2 separate regions of the Mus musculus genome follow, and region 1 is linked to region 2. Evidence: chromatin contacts called from public Hi-C data. All regions are on one chromosome and are shown on one strand. The core of a region is the stretch at or near the end of the contact, and the rest is flanking DNA. Distances in the headings are between cores, read along the strand shown.

Evidence for each region. Hi-C and Micro-C count contacts between places; a contact is called where the count stands out from the background.
Region 1: a contact with region 2 is called in a Hi-C map of myocytes, with 2.8 times the contacts expected there. The contact joins the enhancer-like site here to the promoter of Nr3c2 in region 2. A contact is called at or near these places in 6 of 39 promoter capture datasets (the 3T3-L1 cell line, the C10 cell line, embryonic stem cells and 1 more), 6 of 484 Hi-C or Micro-C datasets (the AML12 cell line, the C10 cell line, embryonic stem cells and 2 more), 1 of 115 datasets of contacts at active chromatin or transcription factors (pancreatic cancer cells) and 3 of 9 other capture datasets (adipose tissue, liver and pancreatic islet).

What each region holds. Positions count from the first base shown.
Region 1 is chr8:77,007,266-77,011,510 of GRCm38.p6, forward strand. All of the region lies in intron 2 of Nr3c2 (nuclear receptor subfamily 3, group C, member 2), which reads left to right. Among named protein-coding and RNA genes, the nearest start is that of Nr3c2, 110 kb to the left of the region's middle. Within about 2 kb of position 2,371, at least 10 of the 459 cell types and tissues checked have an H3K27ac peak or open chromatin away from gene starts, as enhancers often do. A contact at or near this core is called in myocytes, where this site is marked.
Region 2 is chr8:76,901,020-76,904,833 of GRCm38.p6, forward strand. Nr3c2 (nuclear receptor subfamily 3, group C, member 2) reads left to right here and starts at 1,311. Exons shown (of 9, transcript NM_001083906.2): 1 at 1,311-1,521.

The sequences.
Region 1 (4,245 bases), core at 1,121-3,620, 110 kb after region 2:
ACAATCCTTTTTCATGCCATCTTTGAAAGTTACCATTAAATGGTTAAATTTTCATTTTTAAGTGCCTACTTGTTTGTATGTGCACCACATGCATATATATGCCCATGGAGACCAGAAGTGGCATCAAAACCCTGAGATTTTAGTTACAAGTTGCTATGAGCCTCCTGATATGGGTACTGGGCACTGATCTTGAGTCTTCTGCAGAAGCACCTGTGTTCTTCTCGCTGAGCTATCTCTCCAGCTTTTCAACTGTCTTTTACATTGCACACCCATCTTCTATGCATCCCCCTTTGAATACCCTAGGTAACTGTACTGTGGCCATCATGTTGGATTCTATAGGTCTTAAAGCTCAAAATGTACCAGATCCCATCTTTAACATGTAACTTTCCAAACTCTAAACACATTATCCTATTGCATGAAAGGCAATTCAGTCTTGGCCCATCCAAAACTAGATTCTGTGCCTCCAGGTCTTTCTAGCCTTTGAAGACACACTGTCCACTCCTGAATTCAATTTTCTTGCCATTGAATTCTCCCTCAGTCATAAAACCAATCATAGCCTATGTGCCAAGCAAGTGGCCTTTGGCTAAAGCCTCTGCCCAGTGCTATTGCCAGGTCAGCATCTTCTCTCTCTCTTGCTCCTTCCATCTGGTCGTCCTGCCTTCCTCTTCCCAGGAAATGTCGTCTGTAATTCCTGCCTGGCTCTAATGATCTCATAGTTTAAGATCTTTCCATAGTAGCCATTACCCTTAGGATGAACTCCATCAGTGCTTCATTGTCTCCTCTGAGGTAACTTCTCTGCCTTCTCTCATCGGATTTGCCTTTCAGATGCCCTGACTTTCCTTCATGGCCCTCACATCTTTCCCTGCTGGGAGCATCCTGCTTCGTCCCCTTGTGTTGGGAAGTTCATGTCTCTCAGATGGTTTGAGAAATATCTTATTGGCCTTACTCTCCACCTTTCTCCACACATCGTCCCAGAGTTCAGCCATGTTTGTGAGTCCTTGTGTTTTGTCTTCCCCTGCTGGATTCTCAGCTCTGGGAAGAGAGAACTGGATCCATCCTGCTTTGTTGTCTATGTAGTATGTAGCAAGGTCCCTGGTCTTTAGTCATCATTTCCTGGATGTTTGAAAGCATTGAACCAATCCCAGAGGAGGAGAGGGGTGAAATCCATGGGCAACACTAATCCGTGCCTATATAGTCGTCCCCTTGACTGGCTTTTGCTTGAGCCTTGATGATGGGCAGCTTTCTACCTGGCTAGTCCTTATTGCGAGTTAACTCATTATATTTAGAATTAATCCTTATTTAAGAAAGAAGTCCAAGCAGTTAAAAGTAAGCATCATCCTACCGTTAACTGCATAAAGCAAAGATTGTGCTAATTTCATTTTACCCGTTCATCTTCGCTCAGAGAGTCTGGTTGGTCATTGAAGTACAGTGTACATTTTCTTTTCTTTTGAAAGGCACAGTCGTGTGTGTGTGTGTGTGTGTGTGTGTACGGATGGGTGCCTGTGCATGCATGTATATGCATATATCCAAATACTTACCATTGCCAATTGTTATGTACAAAGATTGAGAGAAAACACATGGAGATTGAATTATCATTTTCTGTCTTGTGTGTATGGGGGGGTGTCTTTGTGTGTTAAGATACACGTTCATATGTACATTGCCCATTGCTCCCAGAAAACAAAAGAAGTGACCTTTTGAATATGAGGCATCCAGTGTTTTCCATTAGGTCTCATTTGCTACACATTTCTACTTTTAAATTACTTCTGAGCCACAGAATCTGGCAGGCCTCGTTGGAAGGCATTTGAGGATAAGTATTCTATCTGGAATCTAGCCAGTTACAGTATTTGAAAGAAGAGAACAAAGCATAGCAAATTGAGAATATTCCATTGGACGTAAAGTTTAAAAGTTTGGGAAAGAACAATTAAAAATAAAAAGGCATCCTTCATTGATGCATGCTTTAGAAATACCGTATTTTCTCTGCCTTCAATTTTGTGCATCTGAAAACTGCCTCGCCTCTGTCTTTGGTATCACATCAGTCAGTGGAACCCCAAATGGTCTGGTAGCCATAGGTAGCTCATAGGTCTTCATAGCGTTTCTTCATTCCATGACATTCAAATCCTGCAGAAATCTTGACCGTGGCTACTATTCTCATCCTGTTCATCAAACCATGGAGTTTTTAGAACTCCTAAAAATCTCTTATTAATAATGACAAGCATGTTAAGTGACAGCAGTGGCGTTGACCTCAGCCTGAAAACAGAGAAGCCGGGGAGCAGACCGCATGGATTTCAGAGTGAACAGATGTGGCCTCTAATCCCTGCCGGCATGGGCTGAACGCCAGAGCCTGTGAGGGCTGATGAGTGCCACGCCAAATGATTAAGGTATGTTGTCTCATCTACTCATTACCGAGGTTGAGCCACACATGCGGTTGATCACAGTACAGTGTGTGCAGCAGTCCTGCTACTCCACTCTGCAGCTCTGGCTTGTAACAGCCATCCTGCCTCTGTGCTGTATGCAATCCACGAGTTAGTGGCCTCACCGTTACTTGTAATTTCAGGATTTCATTGTGTTAAATACAATTCTAACAGTTTAGTTAAGCCATATAAAGAATACTTTAGAGTATTTTCAGTAACATCAGTAAACTTTTCTACTATAAAGAGCTACATGATACCATTTCCATCAAAGTATTTTGATCAAATTTCTCCCACTGTTAATATTTCTGAAAGTTTAAACCTGCAAATGGACTTTTGTTTTCTTTTTGTTTGCTTATTCTCTTTTATACTAGCACTTGAACCCAGAGCCCAGCACAGACTAAGCCCATGTCCCACCCTCCTGCTTCCATTTAAATTTAAGAGAGAAATCAAGTGGGAGTTTCTTTTTCTGGTTGGAATAATGTCCGTTACACAGAAAAAAATCAGAACTTTAGACCTGATCTTTGTGAAGTTTTGAATAAAGTGTGGGTCTTTTCTTTCTCCAGATGCCACAGTTGGCATGGTAGCATCTAGTGATTAATTTAAAGCTGTTACAAGAATTGCCTACCACCTAATTCCTGCATTATCCCAGAAGCTCAACAAACAGTAGTGTGACTAGCCTCAAACCTCTGTCTCTGAGCTAAGCCAGTCTTCGTATTGAACATCCATAATTTTACCCTCAAAATGGAAATATCTACTAGGTGTGTCCAATCTGTTTGAACTGTGACATGGTGCTGTATTGTACAGTTCTTTATGAATTTTGTTTGAGTAAGTGGGTGTATGTGTGTGTGCGTGCACGCATGCACATACATAACAGCTCAGAGGGCAATCAGCTGGACTCATCCCCCATATCCTTCCATGATGTGAGTACCAGGAATTAAAGTCAGGTCTTTCAGTTCAGTGGTAGGCACTCTTACCTATGGAGACATATTACAGTGTATTCAATAAATTTTATGCTCAATTACCAAGCTTCCAAGTTATTTAAAAATTATTAAAGTTGTTATACTGTTTTAATTAAGTTTATGATTTTGTGTTGGACCATATTCATATCTGTCCTTGGCCACATATGTCTATAGACAAAGAAAGGTTGGACATGCTTGAAAATATAAGAAAAAAGAACAGATTTTTTTACAGTTTTTTGGAGGGGGGTGTTTGTGGTATGTCATTGAGTGACTTCTATTACCCAATTTTTTAATTTTTCTCACTTATATTTATATTTAAAGAGATTATTAGTGGATATCATTTCTCATTTTTAGGAACCATTTATGCTTGTGAAAGCTTAAATTGGAAATTTGAACAAATATTATGGATAAGAAACCTGAGCTTCAGGCCTTCCATTCCCTACCTTAGACACTGAGGGTTTAAAATTTTCCCTCATAAAATCCCAGGGTTCAGAAACATCCCAGTCCAGGCGGGTGAATCCTGTGAGCAAAGCAGTCCCTACTGAATTCTCTTTCCTGGTGAAAGCTGTGATAGATTCATAAGTAAGTAGAGTTAACCCCTCCCTCTTTTCTTGGTCCTTAAACTAATGAAACACAGGGAGCCAGAGCTGAGCCCAACCAAGTAAAGGCTAAAAGTCCTTCCTTAGTAGGCTTTCTTTCAATGGCACTGAAACTGAGAGCTTGAATAGTTGAATTTGAGACAAGAGTTAGGAAGAGACCTGGAGGAGGGGGTTGTCTCAGAAACTACCCACAATAGGCCCTGTGCGTGCACACAAAGCCTGCAGGAATCACTGATAGGTGTGTATCTCTTTGCCCTGTGGTTTTCAGCATTCAGG
Region 2 (3,814 bases), core at 61-2,560:
GCTGCACAGCTGCCGCCGGCGGCCTGCGGGTCGCCAAGGGCCAGGGGACCAGATTTAGGTGTGTATATCACTGGTGCTGACTCCCAGCCAGCAGGGGAGTCCAAAGACGAGCCTCAAACCAGTCTAAAAGTCCTTAGAAATTAAAGTTAAGGAGTCCATCTTTCGGCTTAGCAAGTGCAGTGCTTGGGTGGATGGGAGGGAAATCAGGGTTGGGCGAAGGAAAGGGGTCGAAATTTCTTCGCGCAGACAAACGATCCTTAAAAAATAGTTTTAGTGTCTCCCCTCATCCAGTATACCTGCCCCAATTATGTGCACCCCTTTCACACATTATAAAGTGAATATCCTCGAGATAGTAAGCTTTCTTGCATATTGAACTAGTGGAAAAATCCAGGACTAAAGTAGTATAAGTACAGTAACAAAATTATCAGGCGCCTCAGCTCTTGACCCTGGCACTTTTTTTTTTTTTTTTGGCAGGGGGTGGGGTGGAAGGAAGGCTGTGTTTAAAGGGGTTTGGCTGCACTGAAAGCACCCGCTTTTCCTGCGTGGTTAACACAAGGAAACTGAAATCGAGTGGGAACGAGATCCTCTGTCTCTCCGACAGCGGAGATTAAGGCTGCTCGGCGGGAAGGTAACTCTGAGAACGGGAGGGGGCGGGAGCAGAGCTTCAGGGGTCCCGGGGACACCCACCCGAGCAGTCCTAGGCCTGAGGACGCTGTGGGAGGCGCCGGGTGTGCACCGCTGTGGCTCACCTGGCGCTGCAGGTGGAGAGAGCAAGGGCTCACCATCTAGGCTGCTCTAGCGTCACCATGCTTTCCCCTTCTCTCCAGATTGCTGTGGTCGCCAGGGAGGGTGGGGGGGGGGCGACAGTTGTGTAGGTGAGAAGTTTGGGGCGAAGGAGCAGAGTGGGCTAAAGGGTAGCGTGTGCAGGGGTTGCCCGGTCGGGGCCACCTCCGGGAACCAGGAGAACTCGCCGCCTCTGCGGCTTTAAGGAAGCTGCGGAGTCCAGGCTGTGTCGCAGCAACTTTGTATCAGTCATGTCGCCCGCCTGGTGACTGACAGCCCCTGTTGCCCAATGAGAAGCGCGCCTGGCCCGCACAGCGTGGAGCCTTGTTTCCCCCTTGGCCAATGGAAATGGCTCCAGCGGGCGGGACAGCGACCTGAACTTTCTGGACATGTGACCCGGTTTAAAAGGGCCGGCTTTCCACTCCCCCCTCGGGGCTTTCGCCCGCCCCCTCCTCTTGGCCCGCCCCGGCCCTGCCCCTGACCCCTCCCCTCAGCTCCTGCGCACCCGGGGTGTCATTGGGCCCGGGAGAAGAGAGCCAACTTCAGGCTGCTCAGAGGAAGCTTGTGCAAGTCACCTGGGCGCCAAGCGCTGCTGTCTTGGGCTCTCCCGCTGCAGGGAGAGCGGCACTTGCTGGCCTGGATGTGGTTGGATGTAGGGGGGCTCCGCAGCAGGGGTGTCGTGGAGGTGGCAAGCACTGCAACAGGTAGACGGCGAGAGGACGACCCTGGCCAAGGCAGGTGTGTAGGGGTGCGCAGTGGGGCGTCTCTGGTCCAGCCCGGTGTGCGACTGTGGCAAGGGTGGCTTGCACTTTGCAGGGAGAAGCCGCTGCGTAATCCGGAGGCACAGTCAGTATGGTTCTGTGTGCTTGTTGTTTTGTTTTGGTTTTTCATCCCCCACACCCTCCCCACCCCCACCCCCCCCCACCCCCGGCTGGCTGAGGACTATTTTGGGAAAGTTTGGCCACTTTGGATAAATGCCCTCTAAAGAGCGGCTTTTAACCGCCTTTGGCAGTGGGCGGTCTACCACCCTCCCCTTTCCCCAAAAATGAATTTCAGATCGTTTGGCTCTTGCAAATTTTAAAGGACGTTTGAATAATGTTTCTTTCATCTATCAATTGCGGAAGCTCCCCAGTCTGAGTGGGAGGTGTAGCCGATAAGGGCAGTTGAAGGAGCTAGATCACCATAGATCTTGTATGAACGAGGTCTGGAAAATCTTGCGTTCCCAGTTCCTTTATATTTGGGGAAACTCTAGGGGATTCTTAGGACAGGGACAGACAAGGGATGAAGCTACTTTGGGTGGCATCCTTTTCCAGATGGGTTTTAGGTACATGACTTTTCCTGCTGAATTTTTAAAAGACGAGGTTTAAATCATAATGCTTCATCATACCATCTGCTTTATTTATTTATCATATCGTAGTTCGGAAAACTTTTGCTAGCAGAAGAGTTATTAAAGCCGCTGAGTTTTAAAGACACCAAGCTGCATCTTAACATCGCGGGTCTTCACTCTGTAGGTACTGTTATTGGTGATATTTACATAGTAGTGATAACAGCATTCTCCATCTATGTAGTCCTCCCTTGGAGCTTTAATTCCACGTTTGACATCATGGCATGCTACCTACCATTTGTGTCATGAAATACTTTCGGGAGTTTAGGAGAGACTAAAGCTAAAGCAAAGCTTTTTCTTTTATGGAAAGCTTTTTCCTTAAAGGAAGAGGGCAGGTGAGAGGAGAGAGAGAGAGAGAGAGAGAGAGAGAGAGAGAGAGAGAGAGAGAGAGAGAGAGAGAGCAAGCTGATGCGGCTCATTGGGTCAAGCCAGTGAGCAGAACTCATGTGTGCTTGGCTCTAACTGGTTCTCCCACTCTCTTAGGTGACCTTGGCAGGTTTATCCTTCATCTATAAGAGGGGAAGGTAACAGTCTTGAAGAGCAGAGCAACTCAAACTAGTTTCCTGAAGTTATCTGCCTTCTAAAGCAGCCCTCAAGGATGGGTCTCTACTGTACCACTCCAGGACAGTAACATAACTGGGGAGAAGGGGGAAGATGCCATTAAGAAGCAGATATGTTTTGAGCAGCATTAAAAGTGAAAGTTTCCAGAAAAGATACAAATTCCCAAGAATCTCTAATAATTCCTGGGGGGAAAAAAAGAAACTACTTTGTTATGGAATAGGGCAATTTAACAGACTATGAAACAAAGTTTTAAACTGTTTCCTTTGTGCTAATAGTATTTAAGGAAATATATTATACATAATATATTTAATTTAATTTATGCATATATATACATAATTCTGAGCTCTAGAGAGATTTGTATACCTAGCATATGGCTCATTTAGGACAATAGTGGCAAGTGCCCCTCAGGATATTAGTGAGTCCTTTGCACACATACATGTAAACATGAGCACGTGTATGTGTATACACACACACACACACACACACACACACACACACACACACACACGTAAAGCCTGTTGGTGCTTTCCCTTATCTATGTGGATATTTTTGTGTTCCTTTTGCATGGAAATAAAGGTCCGCAATGGCCCAAGCGTCTCTGCTACAGTGTTTCTGGGAAGCTTAGAGGCCTGCTTTTCCCTAAGCTAGGTACTCATGGAACTCCCTGCTTTATTTTATACTTAGATAACAAAAACCTTTCCCTTTACCCTCAGGATAAAGTTTTATGAGGATCATACTCATCAAGCTGTATTTTTAGTATTCATTGGTAAGTTCAGGTTGACTGAAGTACTCTTCAAAGCCATGATCATTGTGTCAATTCTAAAATGTCAACCCCAGTTTCCTGGACAACACAGGAAATAAATTTCTAACCTAACTCATTTGTTTATTAAAAAAAATACTAAAATAATAACCGAGGAGAAGTCACCATAAAATATTTCAGTAATCCTATTTTAAAAGCATCTGCTCTTTACAACAGTGTTTACAGGGAAATCGTTCACGTGCCAGTTGTTGCCCACCCTTCTGGGTTGGTTGCCAACCATCTCTGTTTCCTTTGAGAGGTAGGTGAGGAGACAGATGACGATACCT